Regions from separate parts of the Mus musculus genome. Here all the other regions are linked to region 4. A link is a contact called in public HiChIP or PLAC-seq and promoter capture Hi-C data. All regions are on one chromosome and are shown on one strand. The core of a region is the stretch at or near the end of the contact, and the rest is flanking DNA. Distances in the headings are between cores, read along the strand shown. Region 1 overlaps Cyth3 (cytohesin 3). Region 2 overlaps Ccz1 (CCZ1 vacuolar protein trafficking and biogenesis associated). Region 3 holds the start of Cyth3 (cytohesin 3). Region 4 holds the start of Eif2ak1 (eukaryotic translation initiation factor 2 alpha kinase 1). Region 5 overlaps Cyth3 (cytohesin 3).

The links. HiChIP or PLAC-seq counts read pairs in DNA pulled down with a chosen protein or histone mark. Capture Hi-C pulls out chosen DNA fragments and counts their contacts.
Region 1: an H3K4me3 HiChIP or PLAC-seq map of the SCID.adh cell line shows a contact between it and region 4, with 12 read pairs. The contact joins the enhancer-like site here to the promoter of Eif2ak1 in region 4. A contact is called at or near these places in 1 of 484 Hi-C or Micro-C datasets (nephron progenitors) and 7 of 115 datasets of contacts at active chromatin or transcription factors (the SCID.adh cell line, bone marrow-derived macrophages, embryonic stem cells and 2 more).
Region 2: an H3K4me3 HiChIP or PLAC-seq map of bone marrow-derived macrophages shows a contact between it and region 4, with 2.1 times the contacts expected there. The contact joins the enhancer-like site here to the promoter of Eif2ak1 in region 4. A contact is called at or near these places in 13 of 115 datasets of contacts at active chromatin or transcription factors (the SCID.adh cell line, bone marrow-derived macrophages, cardiomyocytes and 5 more) and 4 of 9 other capture datasets (adipose tissue, embryonic stem cells, liver and 1 more).
Region 3: a promoter capture Hi-C map of liver shows a contact between it and region 4. The contact joins the promoter of Cyth3 here to the promoter of Eif2ak1 in region 4. A contact is called at or near these places in 1 of 484 Hi-C or Micro-C datasets (embryonic stem cells), 10 of 115 datasets of contacts at active chromatin or transcription factors (the 230-238 cell line, the SCID.adh cell line, bone marrow-derived macrophages and 3 more) and 3 of 9 other capture datasets (adipose tissue, liver and pancreatic islet).
Region 5: a contact with region 4 is called in an H3K4me3 HiChIP or PLAC-seq map of the SCID.adh cell line, with 14 read pairs. The contact joins the enhancer-like site here to the promoter of Eif2ak1 in region 4. A contact is called at or near these places in 6 of 115 datasets of contacts at active chromatin or transcription factors (the SCID.adh cell line, bone marrow-derived macrophages, embryonic stem cells and 1 more) and 1 of 9 other capture datasets (adipose tissue).

The regions. Positions count from the first base shown.
Region 1 is chr5:143,682,584-143,685,283 of GRCm38.p6, reverse strand. Cyth3 (cytohesin 3) reads right to left here. Exons shown (of 13, transcript NM_011182.4): 2 at 806-888. Among named protein-coding and RNA genes, the nearest start is that of Usp42, 48 kb to the left of the region's middle. Within about 2 kb of position 1,348, at least 30 of the 459 cell types and tissues checked have an H3K27ac peak or open chromatin away from gene starts, as enhancers often do. A contact at or near this core is called in the SCID.adh cell line, where this site is marked.
Region 2 is chr5:143,988,817-143,991,516 of GRCm38.p6, reverse strand. Ccz1 (CCZ1 vacuolar protein trafficking and biogenesis associated) reads left to right here. Exons shown (of 15, transcript NM_177682.3): 13 at 1-45; 14 at 752-879. Among named protein-coding and RNA genes, the nearest start is that of Gm17135, 9.2 kb to the right of the region's middle. Within about 2 kb of position 1,251, at least 53 of the 459 cell types and tissues checked have an H3K27ac peak or open chromatin away from gene starts, as enhancers often do. A contact at or near this core is called in bone marrow-derived macrophages, where this site is marked.
Region 3 is chr5:143,621,035-143,623,734 of GRCm38.p6, reverse strand. Cyth3 (cytohesin 3) reads right to left here and starts at 1,288. Exons shown (of 13, transcript NM_011182.4): 1 at 1,062-1,288. The coding sequence starts at 1,095.
Region 4 is chr5:143,816,360-143,819,059 of GRCm38.p6, reverse strand. Eif2ak1 (eukaryotic translation initiation factor 2 alpha kinase 1) reads right to left here and starts at 1,268. Exons shown (of 15, transcript NM_013557.2): 1 at 1,052-1,268. The coding sequence starts at 1,169.
Region 5 is chr5:143,653,743-143,656,442 of GRCm38.p6, reverse strand. All of the region lies in intron 1 of Cyth3 (cytohesin 3), which reads right to left. Among named protein-coding and RNA genes, the nearest start is that of Cyth3, 33 kb to the right of the region's middle. Within about 2 kb of position 1,427, at least 134 of the 459 cell types and tissues checked have an H3K27ac peak or open chromatin away from gene starts, as enhancers often do. A contact at or near this core is called in the SCID.adh cell line and adipose tissue, where this site is marked.

The sequences.
Region 1 (2,700 bases), core at 99-2,598, 130 kb after region 4:
AAACAGCCACCAATTACCTCTCAAGTACAAAGACATTATATTCAGAACCCTATTATGTATGTGCCAACAAGTTCAAACTTAAACAAGTTCCTAGAAAGGAGCCATTGTCTAGGACAATCGTGGCCTGTGAAGCAACATTTACTTTGGCAGTGACAGTGACTAGGAGGCCCCTCAAGCCAAGCCACACAACCATCTTTCCTGAGGACCAGGCGGCCCCTGCGTGCCGTCTGAAGCAGCTCAGATCCCCAGCTCTGAATGTATTGTATGTAGCTTCACTCAGCTCTTGCCCTGTGGGACACCCTCCGCCCTGGCCTCCGAGTCAAGTCCACAACTGTGGGAAGGCACTGTTTACCCATCGGTTTTATTTATCTTCGTTTAAATTTGTTATTCTGCCCTTACCAAGCAGGCACATGGTATATAGTTAGAATCCAACAAGTATGCTTGTCTGTCTATTCAAAGGACACAGACTGCCAAAGATATAGCAGGCACTTCTCTAAGTGCCTGGAATAATATACACAGAAAAGGGCAGCTTGTGCAGGGCTGTTGCCACTGCTTCCACTAACACTGTACCTCTGAGGCCACATGACAACTACTGGGAATGTTAGTCCCATCGAGGTCTCTACCAGAGCTTGTGCTTTCTGGGATGGACAGTCTTTGCTGCGCCAGTCTGGAGAAGCCATCTCCTCTGTCTCTGTATTTCTAATACACACATACTGAAGATTCAATGTCACGTGTTCCTGAAGCTACCCTACTCAGTATGCCACACAAATCCACACGCTAAGACACTCTGCTGTTGCTGATTTACCTCAATGTCATCAATAAGTTCCTTTTTTCTTCTACGAATGTCCAAAAGTTCTTCTCGCTCTTCTAATGACAGGTCTTCAGGCACTGAAAAGAAGAAGAAAGAAGAAAGAAAGGTCAACACCTTCGGGGAACCCGGTCAGGCTGGAGACTGGAGGCGGGAGGTTGGGTTGGGAGGCCCCGCCTGCTGCTCTGGAGGAAAACAAAGCTAAAGGACACCAAGCACCTCTGTGCACACCTCACCCCACCACAGTGCTCATTATCCCGCCCCCGTGCTTTAGCACAGAGACCTGAGGAGAGGTCACCATGGTGGGGTACTTCTCTGTACCCTCTTACAGGCTGTAGTGCTAAGATAGACACAGATGCAACCAGCACACCCCAGCACGCAGCAGGGAGCAGTGGGCAAGGTGGGCCTGCTGTACTCAGCTCTCAACTGCATGTAGCCTTTCACTGAAGTGCTACATATGTAACGCATAAAACAAGCACTGAACCAGACACACACCAGTAAGAAAGGTCAACGTGGTTACACTCTGGGGACTGAGAAATGCAGTGGGAAGGCAGCGCGGTGCTGGCCGCCTACACTCAGCTCCACCGTGAGCCTTGTAGAACTAGGGGCTTTCTTAGGCACAACTATGAAACTGCATGCCAATCTCACTAGCTGGCTGTGCTGGGCTGGGAGCAGAGCTGGGAGCACAAATGAGCAGGAGCTTGGGGAAGCACTCAGGTACATCAGACAGCATCCAGGATGCAGCACTCTGCAGCAGTGCAGCTGGAGTGCAACAATGTTGAAGAAGCACATTTTATAGATTAGAAATTATCCAGGAAGTTAAATGCCACCCACAGGAGGCAGGGCAAGCGGGCTGGCCTCTCACAGAAAACCAGTTGCTATCAGGTGATTTCAGAATATCTGTGTAGACACTGCACACATTCTCTTACGAACCTCAAGAACAAAAAATTAAATAATAAATTGTTCAGGTATTTTCTTAGCTTTGTTCCCCACTGCCATGATAAAATACCCTGACAAAGCTGTATTAGGGGGAAAGGGTGCATTTAGCTCACAACTCCAGTCCACTGTCATAGGGACTCGGTGGAGTTTGAACACGCATCCAAGAGCAGACAGAACGAGTGTGTATGACCATGCTAGTGCACAGCTTGCTCTCGTCACTCACTAGGACCCAGCCTGTGCATGAAATGGTGCTGCCCACACTCACAGGAGGTCTTCCTCACCTTAACCCAATCAAGAAACTCCCGAACGGCCACAACCACAAACCAATCTATTCTAGAGAATTCTTTACTGAGACTCCTTTTGCAGGAGATTCTGTATTATATCAAGTTGGCAATTAAAACTACCCACGGATAGGCTGAAGAGATGATCCTGAGGTTAAGAGCGCTGGCTGTTCTTCCAGAGGACCTAGGTTCAATCTGCAACACCCACATGGCAGCTAACAACTTTAACTCCAGCTCAAGGGGATCCAACATCCTCAGACAGACATACATGCAGGAAAAACATCAATTCACATAAAACAAACAAATCATTTAAAAAAAGAAAAACTAACCACATAAATACATGTCATAACATGATCAGAACAATGAATGCAGAATGTGTAATAAGTACATCCTGTAAGGTGTGGAGGAAGGAGAGGAGCAGAGCGCCTGTTACATTGCTACCTCTTCTTCCTCTGCTCGCTCCACACCGAAACACGAATGGTGCCTTAGTGGTGTCCTTAGGTAACCCTCTATGCCAAAATGCTACTAAGGAAACGGTTACTGCTCTCCAAATAACAGAGGGCTATAAAATACCTGGACCCCTCAAAACACCATGAGGACAGTCATTACTAGCCCTATTTTAAAACTGAGGCCAAGAGAGATCGAATGATTTTTCCCTAGGAAAGAGATATT
Region 2 (2,700 bases), core at 2-2,501, 170 kb before region 4:
AGATCTAATGAAGATATTAGGGGACATCAACAGTGACTTTACCAGGTAATCCCAGCGACTTCTCAAAGCGGATGTTGCCTTTCTGAGAATAGATTTAAAGGAGTTATACGTATGTATATTTATATTTATCTTATTTGTTTGTTTACATGGGATTCACTGTATAACCTAGTAGTACTTAAACTCAAGATCTCTCTGCCTCAGCCTTCTCAGGGCTGGGATTATAGACATATGCCTGCATGCCTAGCTAAATAATTACCTTTAAACCAAGTGACCCAGAGCCCTTGAGAAGAGACTGCTTCCACATCACACAAGGTTGCCTTTCATACGTGACTACTTAACTATTTATAACTACAACTTAGTGTCGTTTCTTTCTTTCTTTTTAAGATTTATTTACTTTATGTATATGAGTACACAGTAGCTGTACAGATGGTTGTGAGCCACCATGTGGTTGCTGGGAATTAAACTTGGCTTCTGCTTGCTCCAGCCCTAAGATTTATTTATTGTTATATGTAAGTACACTGTAGCTGTCTTCAGACACTCCAGAAGAGGGCGTCAGATCTCATTACAGATGGTTGTGAGCCACCATGTGGTTGCTGAGAATTGAACTCAGTACCTTCGGAAGAGCAGTCAGTGCTCTTAACCACTGAGCCATCTCTCCAGCCCCTTAGTACCATTTCTTGTTTTGAATTCTTTTTCTCTTCCCAGTCTAGCTGTGTACATAAAAGCATCCCACTCTGAAACTTTGTTACAGAGCAGATGAAGATGAAGAAATCATTGTGAAGGCCATGAGCGACTACTGGGTTGTTGGGAAGAAGTCTGACCAGCGGGAGCTGTACGTGATTCTCAGTCAGAAGAATGCGAACCTGATCGAGGTCAATGGTAAGGGGGCCTGGGACCTCAGGAGAACTTTAACCACGGATACTTCAAATAATCTTTCCCTGGGTTAAGAAACTATAGAAGCTGCACATTGTGGTCATACCTATAATTCCAGCTGAGGCAGGAGGATCAGGAGTTTACGTCCATCCTCAGCTACAGAGTGAGTTTGAACTCAGCCTGGACTACAGGAGACCCTATCTCAAAAAAAAGTAAATATGGCCTGAGAAGTGGCCTAGTGGGTACAGGAGCGTGCTGCCAAGCTTGGTGACACACAGAATGTCCTCAGACCTCATGCATGCATACTGTATCCCTCCATACACACACGTGCACACACAAGGAAATAGGAAGTTCTTTAAAAGGGAAGTAACTTGGTGAGCTGCAGCAGTGGCTCCGGGTTAAGACGTTGGCTTAGTTCCAGCTCCCACACAGTGGCCCGCAGGCAGCCGTAGCCCCGTTCTCACGGATCCAATACCTCGTCTGTCCTCTGACAGCATCGGGCACACGTGGTGATAGACATACATGCTGACAAAAGATAGTCACATAAAATAAACATTAGAAAGCAAAAAAACAGGGACTGCAGAGACAGCTCCAGAGGCTCAGGGTCTCTGCTGCTCTTACAGGGACTCAAGTTTGGTCTACACATGGGGCAGCTCATAACTGCCCCAGAAATCAAACAAACAGAAGCTCCTGGCCTTGGATCCCAGCTTTTCAAGAGGCAAGAGGATGAGAACTTCAAAGTCTGCCTGGGCTATTAATGGAGTCTCTACCTTGAATAAATGGTGGGGGGGAAATGAGATGGGTGTCAGGGGTCTGTGAGGGATGTAGCCCACTGCTACACCCGCCGAGCATGAGTGAGGGCCTAACTCAGCCTCCAGTGCAAACAGAAACCAGAACACAACTCCTAAGATCCAAGCAGATGCTTCTATTCTGTGTATTTCGGGTTTAAAGAAAACTTTATTTCATGCATATGGGTATTTTACCAGCATTTATGTCTGTGTCCCACCCACTTGTGCCTGGTCCCTGAGGAAGCCAGAAGGAGCTGCAGTTACTGACAGTTGTAGGCTGTCCTGTGGGTGCCGAGAACCAAATGGGGTCTTCTGTAAGAATAGCAGGTGCTCCTAGCCACTGAGCTGTGTCTCCAGTCCCCCATTAAATGCTTTTATTTCTCCTGTGGGGTGGGAAACTTAACAGTGCCTAAAAGAAAAGTGTTTTCTAAAGTGCTACAAAAAGAAAAATCAGCAAACAAGGCATGGCTGCCCACTGTACAAATGTCCTTTTATAGCTGCCCACTGTACAAATGTCCTTTTATAGCTGCCCACTGTACAAATGTCCTTTTATAGATCCTGTGATGAGAACCCTCCAGGCTGCCAGGTTCACAGGGCACTTCCAGCTGTCACCATCTGCACATGGGCAGAAGAATGCAGTTTTTTTCTGCCTTCCCATCAGGGCGGGGTTGGTCTCCTTTCTGGACAGTGTGATCTAGCAGCTGCTTTATGGGTCTTAATGAATGTTGTCCTGGAGAAAAGATCGCATTGTCCTCATGGGATTGGGCTTCGCCACTGCTCTCTGTGGCATGACACTAACGGCAGGCAGGGGACAAATCCTACCAAGCTCATCATAAGTGACATAGAGGATCTTAACATCTGTTCTTTTGTTGGTTTGTTTTGGGCTTTTGTTTTGTGTTTTTGAGACAAGAGCTTCCATCTGGCTGGCCTGAAAGTTGCTATGTAGGCCAGTCCAACCTTGAACTTACAGCCATTGTCCCACGGTTTCCTAACGTTGTGATTACAGGCAGCCTCACTGTGCCCAGCATTAGGACATTTC
Region 3 (2,700 bases), core at 39-2,538, 200 kb after region 4:
TTATTAACCCTTTGCTTACTTCAAGTAAAGTCCCACTCCACAAACGGTGACTCTTGATGTTTTGGGAAACCAAATTCATGAAATGACACAACAGGAATCTGTACTCCGTTGAGTAATTTGCAACCGGCTCATTTGCAGCAGGGTGGAACTCAAAGTCAGGCACATACATACAGCCTGAGCAACACGGAGAACTGATAGCCCACCTCTGGAAGGGTGTCTGTCACAGGCACCTGTCCAGGAGTCTAACAGTCTCGCTGCTGTGGCTCCCGCATCCCACCCTCGGCTTTAAAGGAATCCCACCTGACCCCTTTAATTTCTTAATTATATTTTCCATTTGGTGGTGTTGGGGATCAAACTCAGCGTCCTGGGCATGCTAGACAATGATTCTATCATTTGTGCTATTTGGCCCCCTTTTTATTTTTACACCCGACCCCTTCTCTGTAGCATTTTTTCTTTTCTATTTGATAAAAAAATGCATACTCAGACCTGGACTGGAGCTGCCTGCCCCTCATGTCCTTTAAGCCATTCCCAATGAGTACTTCTGATCTAAAAATCAGAGACGTGGTCATGACTTCCAACCTTCCTCCTCTCCCCCGACCGATCCACCCCACCCTCCGGGCCCTCCGAGTCCTCCAAATTGAAAACTTTCCCCTCCCCATCCAGGAGCTCCCAAGCTCCAGACACCTGAGGAGAGCTGAAAAGGAGAGGGGCCCGTCCGAAACAGCTGGGCTAGGGAGGGCGTGGACGCCCTTGGCAATGAGACGCTGGGAAGGTCGCCCCGCAGAGTGGCCCCATCTCAGAAAGGCGACCTGGAGCTGTGCTGCGGAGACCCCGGCCTCGAACCCGCGACCCGCGACCGCGCTGGGCGACGACCCCGCGGTCTCCGACATGTCCTCTCACCAGGGCAGCGAAGCCCGAGTCCCCGCCTTACCCCGCGCACCTCCCCACGGTCGCCGCCACCCCACCCGACACCCGGCCCCACGTCTCAAGCCTGGGCTCTCAACAGCGCGACCCTCGGCCTCAGGGCCGCCCAGAGAGCCGGCCACACCTCCATCACTCACCGCTGCCGCCCTCACCGCCACCGCCTTCGTCCATTTTGAGGCCACTCCCCGCCAGCCGGCGAGCCCGGAGCCGGCGGGAGCGACTGGGCTGAACGCCGGGACTAAGAGAAGTGGTCGCGGGGAGAACCGGAGAGCTCCTCAGCGAGCGCGGCCCGGGTCGCGGCCGGGCCTCCACGGAGGGCCGGGCGGAGCCTCACTGCTCCGGCGCCATCACGTGACACAAAACCACGCCTCCCCTGTCGGTGTGGGCGGAGCCTAGACGCCGAGCGGTCCCGCCCACCAGACTCCGCCCGGCCTTGCAGTAGCTGCAGTAGCTGCTTAGCTAGGAGACTTGGATCCTGCAGCGCAGCACTCTCCCTCGAACCTCCTGTCTGCCCCTCTAGAGCATCCTGGAGAGGAAGCCGGGTCTATCAGGAGCACGAGGACGCCCTGCTCTACAAAACCTGATGGCTAAGGGCTGCGACTCGCAAATGCATAGAGTAGGGAGTGAGAAACTATCTGAAAAGGAAGGCTGATGATTGGCTCAAGTGGCCCCCACTTAAAGGCAGAAGGAAAGAACTGACTATAAAGTTTTACTGTGACCGCAGCATGCGTGGGCGTCCACACATGACATACACACAGTAATAATTGTGTGGGGATGTAGTTCTGTTGTTAAGAGCACTCGCTGCTCTTGAAGAGAATCAGAGTTTGGTTCTCAGCACCCACAGAACCCTTGTAACTATGACTACAAAAAGGATCCAATACTTCCGGCCTCCAAGGGCACCTGCACTCATATGACGGTTATCTGGCACACTCTTACCTCCACCCACATCAGGCATGCTTGTAGTGCACACATATATGTGCGGGCAAAACACTGATACACACAAAATAAAATTTTAAAAAAACTTTTTGAGATAGGGTTTCTCTGCATAGCCATCAATGTCATGGAACTCTTTCTCTGTAGACCAGGCTGACCTTGAACTCAGAGATCTTCCTGCCTTTGACTCCTGAATGCTGGAGCTAAAAGGATGAGCCACCATGCCCAGCTAAATAAATCTTTTTTTAAGTGTTTATTTTAAAAATAATAAAAACTGGGTGCGGTGGCGAATACCTTTGACCACAGCAAGCCAATCTCAACAGAATCTTAGTGGGTTTAGTCTGCTTAGTGAGTTCCAAGTTAGCCAGGGCTACCTAGTGAGTCTCTGTCTGAAGTCATCATCATCATCATCTGAAAACGAGCCCATGAGAAGACTCTCCCCACCCCCACCTCCTCCCTTCTTTACCCTCAGAATGTTAGGGTAATTCCAGCCTTTTATCTTTTGGGTGTATAATAATAATGGAGTCTCATTTTTCCTGCGGATTGGATGCATTTTAGAATTAACAAAGTATTAGGTTGGTAAATGAATATAGTGATGCTGTTGAACCCTAACCCCAGTCCGGCACAGCTGGGGCTCGGCTCTCAGAAAGCATTAGTACAGGGGTTGGCCAGTCTGGCGTCAGATGCCCGTGCAGTTGAGCGTTAGTCTCCCTTGGCTTGCTGCCAGCTGCCCTGGATTTATGATGCAGTAGGAGCTCTGAATTCAATTTCCCGTGGGCACAGCCCAGGGCTGGGCAGACGGACTCAGTACTCCCCTGTTCCAAATCTATGGCTCGATTTTCT
Region 4 (2,700 bases), core at 19-2,518:
CATGCCACTTGCCGTGTGGGGAAAATCTGCATATTCATTTAAAAGTTATCTTACAACCAGCCTCTATACAGCCTACTGAGTCACCACGATGAACAACTTTTATTTCTCATTGTGGTCAATTATTACAGGCAGGATTTAAAAATGAAAATGGAGAAGAAAAAAAAAAAACCCTGAATTTAGTGTACACTCCTAACTCCACTACAACATACTCATTTCTAGCTTTACTGTAACCTTATAAGCATTCTGTGTATACAGCTAAAACCTCCTTGGATGTATGTTTTGGGGGCTGGAAGATAAACCCAGGATCTCACTCATCCTAAAACATTCTCTGTCACTGCTCCACCGTCATTATCCTTTTTTGTTAGTTCGAGATAGAGTCGTATGTACTTCAAACTGCCCTGGAACTCAACATGAAGCTCAGGCTTGCCCTTCAAGTCCCGATCCTCCTGCCTCCACTTTCCATACGTCTGGGTTACAAGAGTGCACCACGACTCGGTGTATTCACTATCGAGAGCACAATTTCAGTTTTAAAACGGCTCAAGCAACTGGTACCAACCAACTGCACTTTCTGTAAAATACCAGAACGTTAACCTACATAAGAATCGATGTTTTGAAGACGACGCGCCTTACGTTACACAATTTGATTTACATGTATCAAAAGCCTCAAGAAAACTGGAGCGTTCGTGTACTACCTCGCTAAAAGAAATCATTACTTATCTAATCTTTACTTATCTAATCTCATTCTAGCAGTGAACAAAGATTACACTCAGCGAAGAAAAACAAGAAGCGAAAAGCGGCCTCGGGGAAGTGGCGCAAAACAGAAGTCAAGAAATACAAATGCCCACAAACGGGTAGAGCGTAGACGCTCTTGTAGTAAATATTTACCTAACCCTTGACAGCCTGCCCGCCACCTCCCGGTGCCCTACAGCTCTGGGCCCGAGTTCGAGCCCCGAGGCGGCCTAGGATCTTAGGTGACCACCGGGGACCACTGGCGCGCAGGAACTCATATGAACAGCGAACCGTGGGACTGCGCGAGCCATCCCTGTCTCACCATCATACTTGGGGTCCGACACCTCTGCGGGGAAGTCGATGGCAGGAGGCGCGGCCACCGCCCCCGCCGCGTCGTCGTCCGTGTCGCGCTCGCCGTCCACGGAGCTGCCCCCCAGCATTGCCGTTCGGAGCGTGGATAGTAACCTCGCTCTGCCGGTCCCCAGACGCTGCCGGCCACTAGAGCCTCCCCCCAAGCCGGAAGTAACACAAGAGCCAACGGAAGTCCCGCCCCAGTGACCAGGAAGTTTCTGTAGGGGGGCGGGCTCTCGCTGTCCCGCCCCTTTTTTCTCTAAAGGAAATGATTGGCTGATCCACTGCGGGTGTGCCCCGAGTGGGCAGGACAAGCAGGGGTGTGCTGGCGCGGCGTGGTGCGGCGCTGCCTGTGTAGGAAGGACCTTTCTCCTTGACCCTGTGGGTTGTGTCTGGTTCTCTGTTCTTCCCATATTATCCCTGTAGGCATCATAAACGCTCAGATCTCACACCTGCAAACTTTTCTCTGGAAAGTATAATAAGCAAGGGGACCCACACTCGGAAAGACAAAGACCGCGTGTTTCTCGCTCAAATGCAGATATCCTAACCTGTAATGGATATACGTGGGAGTAAGTGTGGGTAAAGCCTAACAAACCAGAAAGAAGACCAGAGAGAGTGAAAACTGATGTTGGGGCAAGGGCAAAGTAAATAAACCGAGGGGAAGATACATGGTGCGCGGGGGAGGGAGCGGGGAGACCGGGAAAGTAGAAGCAGTATTTTATGGATGTTGGTATATCAACTCTGCCTTCATATGTGTGTCTGTTGCCTATGGAGGCCAGAAGAGGGCATCAGATCCCCTGGGACTGGAGTTACAGAGGACTGATAACTGATGAGAATTGGACTAGGTCCTCTGCAAGAGCAGCAAATGCTGTTGACTACTGAACCGTCTCTCCAACCTCTTCTTTGTGTTTTAATTTCGAAAATCCAGCCATCTAAGGGACCTAATTTTAGAAGTGATGCATATATATATATATATATATATATATATATATATATATATATATATATGTACATGTATATGTATAAGTGATACGTATATATATAAAATAACTATCTTTTAAAAAAATCACCCATCGTAGTGGTTTATATGCTTCTAATTTTTAAATTTGAGCACTTGAGAGGTAGAAATGAGAGGACCAGGTGTTCAAGTACATAGTGAGTTTGAGGCCAGGCTGACTTAAATGATACCCTGTTTCAGAACAAAAACAAATTTATCTACAAGTCCTGACTCGAGTAGAGCAAACTTGCTTTGATCCATCACAGACCATAGCAAAATGGGAAATGCCAGAGAGAATCTAATCTAAAGGAAATTCTTGGGTTTTGAGACTAACTTTCCAGTTGGTTTCAAACCAAAGGTTTTTTTTTTCCTTGTGACCACCTGGAACCCACCCACCCACCTCCAAAGCTACCCTAGATGATGAAGTTAAGATTCAAAAATCGATGCTGGGACTTGGGAGTAAGTTTACTTGTTGCTCAAGCCTAAGGACCTGAATTCAAATCCCCAGAAACCCACACAAAAGCCATTGGCTACAACTGTGCATGTTATACTAGAACCTGCAAGGGACAGAAACTGGAGAATCCTTGGGGCTTGTTGGCCAGCCAGTCTTACCTAATCAGAGA
Region 5 (2,700 bases), core at 178-2,677, 160 kb after region 4:
GAGAAGGGCCTTACCAGGTTAAAGGGGTTTGCCACACCACCCCAACAACATGAGTTAGGATCCCAGAACCCACAGAAAACCTGACATAGAGATGCATATCTGTAACCCCAACAGCCCTCCCTACCTTAGATGCGAGGCAGAGCTGGTGAATGCCTCACAGATCAGGGGCCAAGTGGCCCCAGTAGGAGGAAAAGCAACAGCAGAAAACCCTCCCTCAAACAACCTAAAACTCCACACTCGCACTGCTGCATATGGGAAATCCACCCAACACACACACACATCCTGACTCAAAAATTGTTTTGTTTTTAGTTAGCAATGTCCAGTGTGGTGGAATATGGCTTTGGGAGCACTTGGGAGGCAGAGACAGTCAGAGGGAGATCTGAGTTTTGAAGCCAATTTGATCTACATGGGGAGTTCTAGGCCAGTCAGCACTACAATAATGAGATCCTGTGTCACATGCACACACATACCATGAAATTAGGAATGAATGTGAAAATATGAACTTTCCCCTTCATTTACATTCTAAAATGCTCACTTTTTACTGTTAACTCGAGGATCATATAGGAATGGTCTAAGAACCAGAGGAATATACACATGAAGCAAGCATTTTAGCACAGAACTCCACCTCAGCCCACAAGTTATCTTCTTGACTCTTTATTCTCTCCAACCATCTGAAGCTACTGCTGATAGTGTTCCAGAGGCACGTTAGAAAGCAGATCACACACGTACAGTGCATTCATGAAGACAAGACTGTTTGCTAGCTTCAGAGTGCATGTTCTTCTATGGCCATGGGGACAGAAGAACACACTCAGCATGCCCTCTGGCTAGGCCTCTGCTCCAAATACTCAGCTCCAAATGTGGAGGTTAGGAGGAGGAGAGGGGCTAGAAAGAAAGGTCTTTGTGCGCTAAGGATCAAGTTCTTGATTTGTGTGGGAGGGTAGGATTCAGGGGTCAGGTCACACTGAGAGAGCTAGGCTGGAAGCAAAGACAGCCCCCACCCCATGGCCTTATTTAAAAAAAAACAAAAACAAAAAAACAAAAAAAAAACAAAAAAAGAAGAACTGTTTTAAACCAAAAAGTGGAGGCAAAAGAACTTATCTACAGCCAAGCCAATGCTCAACTTTAACATTTAGCTTCTGGAAATCCAGGCTGCCTCCCCCTGCTGAGTGCCCTCCTACTCCATCCTCCACAAAAGGATTCCCTCAATTCAGGCACTCTGCCTCATTTATAAAAATGTAAAAAGTGCCCCTTCTCATGGGGACTTCCTCCTCCCACTAGCCTTATCGTCCTTCCCTTCATTTATCTAAGGGGACACAGAGTCTAGTTTTGTTAGACGTTTTTATTGGTGGCTCGTGAGTTAGAGGCTACAGTGACAGGGAGGAGCATAAAGCCCTTTGCAACCGCTTCATTCTGAAGGCACTGAGTGCACACAAACAGGATACAGGGAGCCACTGTAGAGACGAAAACAACTGCAAGTTCTCAGAGGAGAGCAACAGATGTTTAACAGCTGTCCAGTGACAGTCTGAAATAGTGGAACAGAAGGTAAAACTTGAGCTAGCCAAATGAAGTGTAGAGGGAAATCCAAGGAGGAAACAGTTATATTCGAGTTGGCTGGGGAGCCCCAGTGCCCTACTGACTTGTGCCTCTCAATGGCTACGTAGCTACAGCTGAGAAAGGAAAGCAGCCCTGCTGCTCCTAAGTGCCCCAAAGGTGGCAAAAATCTGCTTCTAGTTTGAAAAATACAGTGCCTCTTTAGCCTTCTAAAGATGTGCAATTTTACTACCAGCTGTGCTTTAGCCCAGAGAGCAGGCTTGTTTGTCCAGGCAAGGCCCGAGAACCAGCAACCATGAGGCCACAGCTCAACTCCACCTTAGGTGTGCCATGAGGATTATTTACACAGGATATTTCATCTGATTAAGTCCCCGTTTTCTGGTCTAGTGACTAGGATTTATAGTGACTGCACATTAAAACTCAGGAAATTTACCAAGCTTATTTAAGAAGTAAACAAAACTCAGGACTCTTAGGAAGCTCCTGAATCCTACAAGATTCACAAGGCCCTCCCCAAGATTATTATACAAGCTACAACAACTGCTAAAGAGAAATGCTGTGGCCTGCCAAGGTGCCTGCATGCTCAGTGACACTACAGTGGATTTCTTTAGGGGATGCAGCTGCCTATGAATGTCATTCATACTCGTGTAGAAACCCCAAAATCTCACTGGTTCACTAAAGTGGAGTTGTATTGGAAGAACAGAAACATCTCCCCAAGAAAAATCATACTGAGCCGGGCAGTGGTGGCACACGCCTTTAATCCCAGCACTTGGAAGGCAGAGGCAGGTGATTTCTGAGTTCGAGGCCAGCCTGGTCTACAGAGTGAGTTCCAGGACAGCCAGGGCTACACAGAGAAACCCTGTCTCCAAAAAAAACCAAAGGAAAGGAAAGGAAAGGAAAGGAAAGGAAAGGAAAGGAAAGGAAAGGAAAGGAAAGGAAAGGAAAGGAAAGGAAACTCATACTGAACATGAGCAACCGACTCAAAAACTGTAGTAAAGATTACAAGTGAGCTCATAGCTCAAGTGGAAAGCGATGCCTCTACCACTGTATTGCTAGAACTTATAACCACATTAAATAAGGAGCCACAAGTCCCTAAAGCTAAAGTTCCTATCACTGTTCTAGACAGAGGAAAAGGAAATTGAAGTGAATGAA